3 separate regions of the Mus musculus genome follow, and all the other regions are linked to region 1. The links are chromatin contacts, called in public HiCAR-type and HiChIP or PLAC-seq maps. All regions are on one chromosome and are shown on one strand. The core of a region is the stretch at or near the end of the contact, and the rest is flanking DNA. Distances in the headings are between cores, read along the strand shown. Region 1 holds the start of Astn2 (astrotactin 2). Region 2 overlaps Astn2 (astrotactin 2). Region 3 overlaps Astn2 (astrotactin 2).

Region 1 (3,015 bases), core at 242-2,741:
CACAGCTCCACGGAAGGGCCGACTCCTCCGGAATTCGCGCTGGGAATCAGCAGGCGGCAAGCTGCTGGCGAACTTTCTGATTAACTTTACTATTTGAGCCCCCTACCCCCATCAGTTTCCTCTTCGGTCCTTTTTCTTAGCCCAGTAAGTGAACAGCAATGACAAGCCTACGCACGACTAGGAGTAATGGAGAAAAGAGAAGGTGATAGGGATAGCGGGGACGGAGGGAGAATCTAAAAGTAGAGATCTTGGGCTCAGAACCTCAGTCCTCAAATATCGACTCAATCGATTCCAGCCCCAATTTAAGGAAAGCCAAAAACCGAAGCTCAGAGGGTAAGAGACTTAGCCAAGGTCACCAAGACCATGAGAAGGGAAAGCTTTTGAGGACTGGGTCTTTCCTTGTTCACGTAGCTAGTCTGAATTGATCCTAAGAAAACCGGTCTTGAAGGGGAGGATCCACAACTCGAGACTAGACAGAGGGGGCAGACAACTGGAGCTGTCCAGAAGAGCAGTGCGCAGCATGACCATGAACTGGCTTCAGAGCAAGGGTCTTCCTTGCCCAGTACCTGGTCAGAGCACACCGAGAGACTTGGGGTCTTCTGCGTCCTAGATGCAAGGGGCGGAGCTCAGAGAATTGATTGCAAAACTGAGAGCCAGGTCCCCGCTGCGGGATCCTTGGCACGCCCCCGGGCTCCCAGAGCGCGCGCTCCAGGACCTCCTGCCCCACACTTCTTTACAACCACCTGTGCGCCCTCCGGGCCCCTGGGCTGCCCTTTGCCAACCCTGATGGGGCAGCCTGGAGCGGGGATTCCCAGGGCGCCCCCACCCGTCCGGTATCACTTAGGGGTTCTGGGTTTCTTGGGACTCCGCGTGTGCGGCGCCTACCCTTACCCAGGGTGAAGAAGGGCAGCTCAGTGTTGTCCAGGTCATCTTGTACCGCGATGCGCCCGGGGAGCTCATTACGCACAAAGAGAAGGAGACGAGACTCCGCGGCTGTGCCGGCTGAACCCGCGGAGCCCGGGGACGCGGCGGAGGCGGCAGCAGCAGCAGCTCCGGCCCCGGCTCCGGTCCCGGCCCCAGCCCCGGCCGCGGCCCCGGTGCGGGCACCGCTCCAGCCGATGTCGCTTTCCCGCAGAGCGGGCAGCGTGGATACGGTGACGGTCTTGAGCCGGCATGGGCTGTCGGGCTCCCGCGAGGCGGCGGCGGCCGTGGCGCCGGCCAGCAACGGCGGCGGCGGCAGCAGGAGCAGAAACAGCAACAGCAGCGGCGGCGGCGGTGGCGGCGGCGGCCCCGGGTGGAAGCCGAGCCTCGGCCGCCCCCGAAGCCCCAAGCCGCGGCCCGGGCTGCGCCGGGCGCCGGCGGCGGCCATGGCAGGAGGGGCTGCGGTGCTGCGGGCGGTGGCGACCGTGAAGAAGAAGGAAGAAGAAGCAGCGGTGGAGACAGCGGACACTGAAGCGAACCAGGACGCCCGAGCTAAGGAGCCTAGAGAGCCACTAGCCAGCAGCCCCCAGCTCGGGGCTCCGCCTCCCGATCAGCCCTGGACCGCCCCCCCGCGCCGCCTCCCCGCGCCCCGCCGCCGGCCCCCCCTTCGCCCGCTCCCCTGGCGGACCCTGAGCTTTTCGGAGGCTCCGCCCGGCTTCGTACAGGTCCCAGTAGCTCCCTCCCCTTTCTTAGGTTTCCCCTAAAGCCTCCTGCACAGGGTTCTTCAGCTCCAACATCTCTCTCTAAAATTCTTTACACTTAGGGGCCCCTCTTGCGTCTCCTCCAATCTCTCTTAAGTCAAATCAACTACCTTAGCTTCATCCCACCCTTGGCTCAAGCTGCAGTACACCCGGGAAAGCACTGTCGCCAAGCCTTGACCAAGGCCAGGCCTTCCTGGGAGTTGAGTGCTCCTCTGGACAGCCAAGACAACTTTCTCCTCCCCACATCAATCTCAAGAATCAGTCTCTTCAATCTTCTACCCTGTTCTATCTTCTGAAATAAGTTCCCAGAGGCATCAGGAAATCCTCCCCAACCACTTGTCTGAAATCTCACTACCAGGAGGACCACACGTCATTTCTCCATCCAGGTCTGGGTTGCAGCCTTGAAGGCTAGTGCACACATAAGCTTGGGACTTTGACCTCTAATATGTTCCCCACCAGTTGACTCCAGCTGGGCTGTTCTGGCCCTTAGCTGCCTCCATGCTGGCCCTGCCAGGCAGCCCACTCAGGCACTTTTACTCTGCCTCCCTGCTCCAAGTTTGGAGCAGCTTTACTTGGCAGCTTCCAATCTCAGTAAGAAATTCCTGAAAAGGGCACTAGGAAGGGACCTTTCCTGGCATCCTAGGCTTTGGGTCGTTTCCCAGTTCCCACAGGAGAGGGCTGTTCACTCATCAACTCTGCTCATGGCACACACACACACACACACACACACACACACACACACACACACACACACATATTTCCCTGGAGATTCAAGTTTAACCTTAAATCTGGGTCTTAGAATACCCTGTGGCCTTGGGCTGATTCCAGTTTCTAACCTAGATACATCAGACCTATACTGAAAGGGAAACATCACCTCTGTGAGAATGGACCTGCACACTCTCCTTTGCCTAGTAAAACTTTTCTTCATCTTCTTACCTCTTTTGCTCTGTCTTTCATCTCTGCACTCATTTCCTTCTTCCCTGCGTTGACTTTAATCTTACAAAAGCTTCCTCACTATAATTTATGAGCCATTTCCCTCCTCTGTGGAGCTTGGCTGTCTGTTCCTTACTGTAGTCTTACCATTGGCTGTTTTGTTTTGTTTTCCCCCTAACTTTTCCTTTCTGCCTCTTCCCTTTCACACTACTCTTTCATTTTTCCCTTCACCACTTTTTGAAACTATTTTGAAGCTTTTGGAAAAAGTCAGATATCTAAAAACACAGGGAAAATATAGGTCTGTGCACTTCTCTAGGTTTTAGACATGTGCATACGTGAGTTTTATACATAATTATAACCCCATGAGGGTGGTGTGCACTTTCCCGTTTTTTTTTTGTTT
Region 2 (3,015 bases), core at 292-2,791, 560 kb before region 1:
GATTATACTAGAGAAAAAACAGGCAAGAATGTATCACACATGCCAGACTAAGGAAAGAGTGTAGCTTCTTCATTTGGATCACATAAAGAGATAGACACTCAGCACTATGAGGACAATGGCACCCACTGACCTTTGTTCTGTCACTTAGTGTGACAGACACACAGAAAACTCTTAACGATCCTTAGGAGTTCAGGAAGGCTCAGTCCCTGATGTTGCTGTGGCCTCATCAACTCCCACTGCCTTGACCTCTTGTCCATCATCTGTCTCCTTGTTTTGGCTCTGAACCTGGTCCAACCAGCTTACCTTCAAGCTGAATTCAATTTGGCGTACTTGCTCTCAGCTTTAAGTCCACAGTGATCTGACTCTGCGATTTGGGTCCCTTGTTTTATCAATACACTATTTACATTTCTATCAGCCCCCTTCTGAAACCTTTGAACTCTGCTGCAGCCTCTCTGACCCTTTGGATCTACTTTTATAACGTGTGCACATGCACACACACACACACACACACACACACACACACACACACACACAGATGTAGATATATGTTCTGTTCATTGTGACCATGACAGTTAGTATTGGTAATTAAGACTGGAATAAAAGAACCCACATTTGCCTAGTCCAGATTACCAGGAAAAGTGTAATGATCAGGCAAACAGATGCCTTTGAAGCCTCCTTATTTGGTGAGTTTATTGTGACTCGGTATACTCTGACATTGTGCAAAGACATAAGTCTTTTCCACTACGCCCCTGGCACAGCACAGTCAGGGCTGATACAGTTCATCAAGGCAAGGAGTGCATGCCAGTGAGAACAGATCCTGTTCGTAACAGATGATGTTGCTACTCACACCTCAGCAGATAGGAGGCAGAAAAACTGGGCTGGAATCAGTGCTGGAATATAACCTGCTGTTATTGTTCCCTACTTTCTTGGAAGACCAGCTAAGCCTCATGTCCCTAAGCTTGCACAATTTCCTGCAACAGCATCCCTAGCTAGGCACCGAGCAATCAAATGGACCTGTGGGATCAAACAAATTAAATCATAACAGTTTCTTTAAAACTTTCAAAGACAAACAGGCTCACAGGAATAAACACAAGATGGACACTGTAGTTTCAATCTTGAGATGTGTGTGTGTGTGTGTGTGTGTGTGTGTGTGTGATTGCTCCTCTGCAATTGGTGAAAAAGTCAAGCTCCTTGTTTTGGCTCTTTGTGATCATAAAATCCAGCGAATGCCCCTTTCAGTCCTTTGAATGCTCTCCAGGGTACCATGTTTTGTAGAGAATGAGAGTGATGACCAGTTGTCTGAAATAATCTCTGGCCCTTGCCTTGGAGGCTTCATCCCCCCACCACCTCCCTTCTTCTAGTCTTGGCTATTTCAGGAAACTGAAAAAGACAGCCTAGGGAGCTAATCCTGGGCTTCACTTCTGGGAGGGCTGAAAAGGAGGTGGGGGAGGCAGATTTTCCTGTACAGAAGACCGTGTGTTCCTTTTGAAATGTCTTAGCGGAAATAAATGTACAACCTATTGTAAGCGGCTAGGAGCCACCAGCAGGGGTTGGTGTGATACAAAAGGGGCATTTGTAACAGCACAAAACACTTAGCACTTTACCAAGACATGCACAGGATACAAAAAGAGAAAGGCCCCGACGAATCTGCCAGGAAAGCAACGTGCCTTGAATACAGGACAGCAATCACTATACCCGACCAGTAGTCTTTCTATTCTTAAAGACGCAACTGCTTCTCTGTAGCATTCAGAATGGAGAGTTTGAACACTGGTAGGAAAGGCCAGGAATACTCCCTTCTGTGCCTCCCACTCACGTATTTGGCTCAGTCCTGTCAAACAGACAGCCCTCCTCCAACATTCCAGGTGCTGAGGGCAAAAGAACTAACAGAAACCTATCTTACCTACAACGTGACTAACTATCGAAAGCTATACATAGAAGTAACAAAACAATAAATGTGTTTTATCTCTCAAAATATACCTTCAAAGCAACCAGAACCTGTGAAGCTCAAATGAGCCCACTAGGAATTCCTTCAGCTGGGTGGCCTAGGGGTGTCCCTCCCTATAGTCACAACACTCAAAGCATCCACAAAAGATGGAATAGCTAAGTGAGCCTTCTGCTCTTTTTTTAGTTGTAAGAACTTAGGAAGACCACATCTTTAAAAAGGAGAGTGGGAAATGATCTCTACTTTGAATATGAGCTTGACTCTTTGTAGCTTTCTGCCATCATTTCCATTCCATTTCTCCCTCCCATAGCCAGATTTCCATAGATCACCAAAGCCTCAGATATCAGTCAACTTCTAAGGAGGGACTTGTGTTGAGTCATGTGTGTGTGTTTGTGTGTGTGTGTGTGTGTGTTTGTGTGTGTGTGTATAAGTGTATGTCTGTGTGTGTTTATATAGCTGTGTTTATCTGGCTATGTGTTTATCTGTCTGTCTGTCCATCTGTCCATCTGTCCATCTGTCCGTCTGTCTGCCTGTCTGTCTGTCTCTGTCTCTGTCTCTGTCTCTGTCTCTGTCTCTCTGTCTCTCTGTCTCTCTGTCTGTCTCTCTCTCTCTGTCTGTCTCTCTCTCTCTCTCTCTCTCTCTCTCTCTCTCTGTGTGTGTGTGTGTGTGTGTGTGTGTGTGTGTACCAAGATCTATCTTGGAGCTGCAGAATATCAGGAATGACTACAAACCCTGTCTTTCTCCTTGAGAGTTCCAAGGACAATGGAATATGCCCAGGCCCTCTGGGGGCTGCTACATAGCACGTGCAATAAGAGTCAGGAAAAGGAAACATGTGCAAACCAGTTATACCTAAGAAATAAATCCTGCATCTCGGCCCAGAAAGGGATCGGAAAACATTTTGTTCAGTGTTGTGGGAAAAATTAAAAAGGCAGGAGAAATTTGTAAGAAAACATTACTTTATGTGAATCTGGGCAAAGAACACTGCAGAAAGCATCTCTGGCTATTCTGGGACAAACAGGTTCAGGCCTCCAAATAGACTCTTCCTTCCATATACAGCCCCAGTGCAATGCCTG
Region 3 (3,015 bases), core at 226-2,725, 520 kb before region 1:
ATCAGTGTGACAGTGAAGGCATACATAACTTGCAGCATCAATACAACCCTTCTGTGGAATTTTATGCAGCTGAGAAAGAGTGAAGCTTCATTTTTTCCTGTATGTTCAAGATCTACATTCAAGATGGGTCTCCAGAGAACCCAGTGTTCAGGCCCCATATATTATGGAGGATGTGGAAACAATGTAACCAATAGAGACATAAATGGAGATAACAGAGTGAGTGATGAGCACAGACTTCTGTTGCTCTGGATATTGCAGTGGGAGAGACCAACTGAATCACATTGATGGGAATTGCAATACTTACCACTCACACTTAAACTACATGCAGTCAGTTTTACATGGCTAGGAAAGGGGTCTGCTTTCTATTATAAAGACAAAGGAGAGAGAAAGCAAGAACATAATCAATAGATTAAGACCTTTCTACACTCTGGCTTGCAGGAGATCAGGGTTCAGGCAAAGCAATTGGCTGTGGGTTGTAAAAGGACCATAATATGGACATTCCTGAGAGAGGGGTAGTGGCAGTGAGGCTCAGTTGTTTATTTGGTGGCAGAAGTTATGGGATGTACCTCAGCTGGAGTGGAAGGGATTCAGGAAGGTGAAACTGACAGCAAATTAATAGTCAGCTTACTTCTCTCTTTTTCACTCAAGAAAGTGATCCAGAATAAAGACAGCCTCTCTTTCCTGTAGGAGGAAATAGATGCAAACTCAAGTAATTTTACTATTACTACAATGTTCCAAATGTATCTAGGTAAACACACAGTGTTTGACTACAGTCGATAGCAACCATTACTGGCAACAACAATAATAATGATGATAATATTACTAATAATAAATTTTGCATCAATTGCCTACAAGTACATACTAAAGTTTTTGCCCCACTTTTATGCTAGCATACACCTAATAGGACTAGGGAGCTGTGTAAAACAGTTTACTTTTAGATTGTAATATAAGTATAAGCATACTTAGTGTAAACCAATATAGACTCAACTAATCAATTCTTGATTTCATTCTTATTGTGCTTACATGAAGCCTTGAAACTCTTTTCAACTTCTTTGCCCTTGAGTGTATAAAACTAGCCTGAAAGATGCAACTTATTTGTTGTTGTTGATTAGCTTTAAAGCCCTGGGGGATTGTCTCTGTTGATTTCTTAGCAAAGAAACTGCCTCCAGGAACTGGCAAGACTGAGGACCCTGGAGCAGCCTCCAGCATCTGGCACTCTATTGCAGCATCCTCTCTTTCCTATTAAGAAGAAGGGAGATGTGATGAGAGGCACAGGCTGTGAGGCCTCGGGCTTTTATCTCTGGCACTGACATGGGCATCGTGACATGCAGGGTAATGAATTGCCCTCCTTGCAGAAATGAATAAGTTGTGGTCGGTGATGCAATGATCAATTTGCTCCATCACGTTAAGCTGCCCATTCATCATCCACACCTGCTGTCAGGAGCCCAGGGCTGCTAATGTTGGCCTCAAGCCTCTGTCTCAGCCTGCTGAACAACAAACAGCCTTTGGAGCTGCCTCTCTAAGGCTCAAGGCTGCCTTGATTACATTCTCTGATGAAAAGCCCAATTCCTGCTCAGCCACTGGTGACTATGGAAACAAGGCATATTTGTGAACAGCCAAGCTGTGGATGTACAGCTTAATAAAATACTAAGGTCCCCCTTATGGGGACCCAGGTAGCTGGTTCCACTTCCCTATGGTGTGGACTTGGGCCAATATGATGTCATCCTTGTGCCTCAGCTTCTCCATTCTAAAAAGACACCATATAGAAGACAGTCTCATTTTCTACCAGACCACCTTTCTATCTCCAAGTCCAGTGATCATCCGCACTCTGATGTATTTAAGTCTCCATCTACCAAAAGCAAATAGTAGCATCTTTCATGTAACAGAGATTGTGTGGTAGCCATGAATCAGCTCATTGATTTTCACAACCGAATGAAGGGTGAATTAGCACAGTTTACTGATGACCAAACTGAGGGATAAGCTTATGTGAAGTTATCAAAGCTAAAAGCAAAGTTTGGGATAGCAACAAAATCTTGACTCCCAACCCTTTGCTTCTTCTATTTGAGATTATTTTGGATAAAGGAGCAAACCATTAAAGCCTCCAACCATGCTGATTTCCTGATAAGCCGGGGGGATTCGGTTGTTGTTTAAACTGTGTCTGTTCCCGAGGGAGGCAGCGTGAGCCAGAGCAGCACAAGATGACATTATGGATTTCCTTTCTTATTTTTTACTTCTCCAAATTTTGGTGTCCTGTATTGACCATTATACCAGGCTCTGAACTAGATCATCACTTCTGCCTGACCTTTCATAAGATCAGTAAAATAACAACCTGATTATGTTAGTTATTTTCATTTATGAGTAGGGTAAAAGAGGTCAGAGAAAAATACTTGCCCAAGATCAATTTGCTTAGTGAAAGACTCTCAGAGTATTAGCACAATTGGGTGCATTAATTATCTGCCCATTAAAACCAAGGGAAGGAAATAGGCATTAAAGTCAGATTAAAGACAGAAATCCTGTGCTCATGTGAATCTGGATGCCATATTTCTTCCCAGGCACAATTTGGGTTCCCATTTGTAAACTAAAAAGAATAATCACAAAAATGTCTAACTCTTATTCAAAGATTATTAAAGGCCAGGACTTTGAATTGTGTTACCTTCATTCCGGTCCTTAATATACTGATATAGGCACTGGAGTTATGGTTTAGATGTGTAAGGCTAGAAATGGACATAAGCAACCCCTAGAATAATGTTAGTAACCAGTAGTTTCAATGGCCTGATTCTAAAATTCAGTCTCTCAGCTACTTTGCTATTTAGAAGCACTAATTCTTAATATTTACTATCATGACAAATTACCATAGGATCTTATAAAAATGTACATTGTAATTTAGCTTGTTTCAATTTGGGAGTTGGGATTCTCTGTTTCATGGATATGGTAATTCCACCAGTCAAGGGATAACATTTTGAGTCACTATGTATCAACGTGTTTCTGCTATATACCAGATGGTAGATACTTTAG

What was found. HiCAR-type assays count read pairs that join an accessible place to other places. HiChIP or PLAC-seq counts read pairs in DNA pulled down with a chosen protein or histone mark.
Region 2: a contact with region 1 is called in a HiCAR-type map of astrocytes, with 4 times the contacts expected there. The contact joins the enhancer-like site here to the promoter of Astn2 in region 1. A contact is called at or near these places in 8 of 39 promoter capture datasets (the 3T3-L1 cell line, cranial neural crest, embryonic stem cells and 3 more), 3 of 484 Hi-C or Micro-C datasets (the HPC-7 cell line and cerebral cortex) and 10 of 115 datasets of contacts at active chromatin or transcription factors (SST interneurons, astrocytes, embryonic forebrain and 6 more).
Region 3: an H3K27ac HiChIP or PLAC-seq map of oligodendrocyte precursor cells shows a contact between it and region 1, with 11 times the contacts expected there. The contact joins the enhancer-like site here to the promoter of Astn2 in region 1. A contact is called at or near these places in 3 of 39 promoter capture datasets (cranial neural crest, hippocampal neurons and maxillary cranial neural crest), 7 of 484 Hi-C or Micro-C datasets (cerebellar granule neurons, cerebellum, cerebral cortex and 2 more), 7 of 115 datasets of contacts at active chromatin or transcription factors (SST interneurons, embryonic forebrain, embryonic hindbrain and 4 more) and 1 of 9 other capture datasets (embryonic stem cells).

What each region holds. Positions count from the first base shown.
Region 1 is chr4:66,402,992-66,406,006 of GRCm38.p6, forward strand. Astn2 (astrotactin 2) reads right to left here and starts at 1,492. Exons shown (of 23, transcript NM_207109.2): 1 at 892-1,492. The coding sequence starts at 1,369.
Region 2 is chr4:65,838,165-65,841,179 of GRCm38.p6, forward strand. The region is part of intron 10 of Astn2 (astrotactin 2); the gene reads right to left. Among named protein-coding and RNA genes, the nearest start is that of Gm31533, 210 kb to the left of the region's middle. Within about 2 kb of position 1,542, at least 27 of the 459 cell types and tissues checked have an H3K27ac peak or open chromatin away from gene starts, as enhancers often do. A contact at or near this core is called in SST interneurons, astrocytes, cerebral cortex and 3 more, where this site is marked.
Region 3 is chr4:65,887,151-65,890,165 of GRCm38.p6, forward strand. The region is part of intron 10 of Astn2 (astrotactin 2); the gene reads right to left. Among named protein-coding and RNA genes, the nearest start is that of Gm31533, 260 kb to the left of the region's middle. Within about 2 kb of position 1,476, at least 30 of the 459 cell types and tissues checked have an H3K27ac peak or open chromatin away from gene starts, as enhancers often do. A contact at or near this core is called in SST interneurons, cerebellum, cerebral cortex and 2 more, where this site is marked.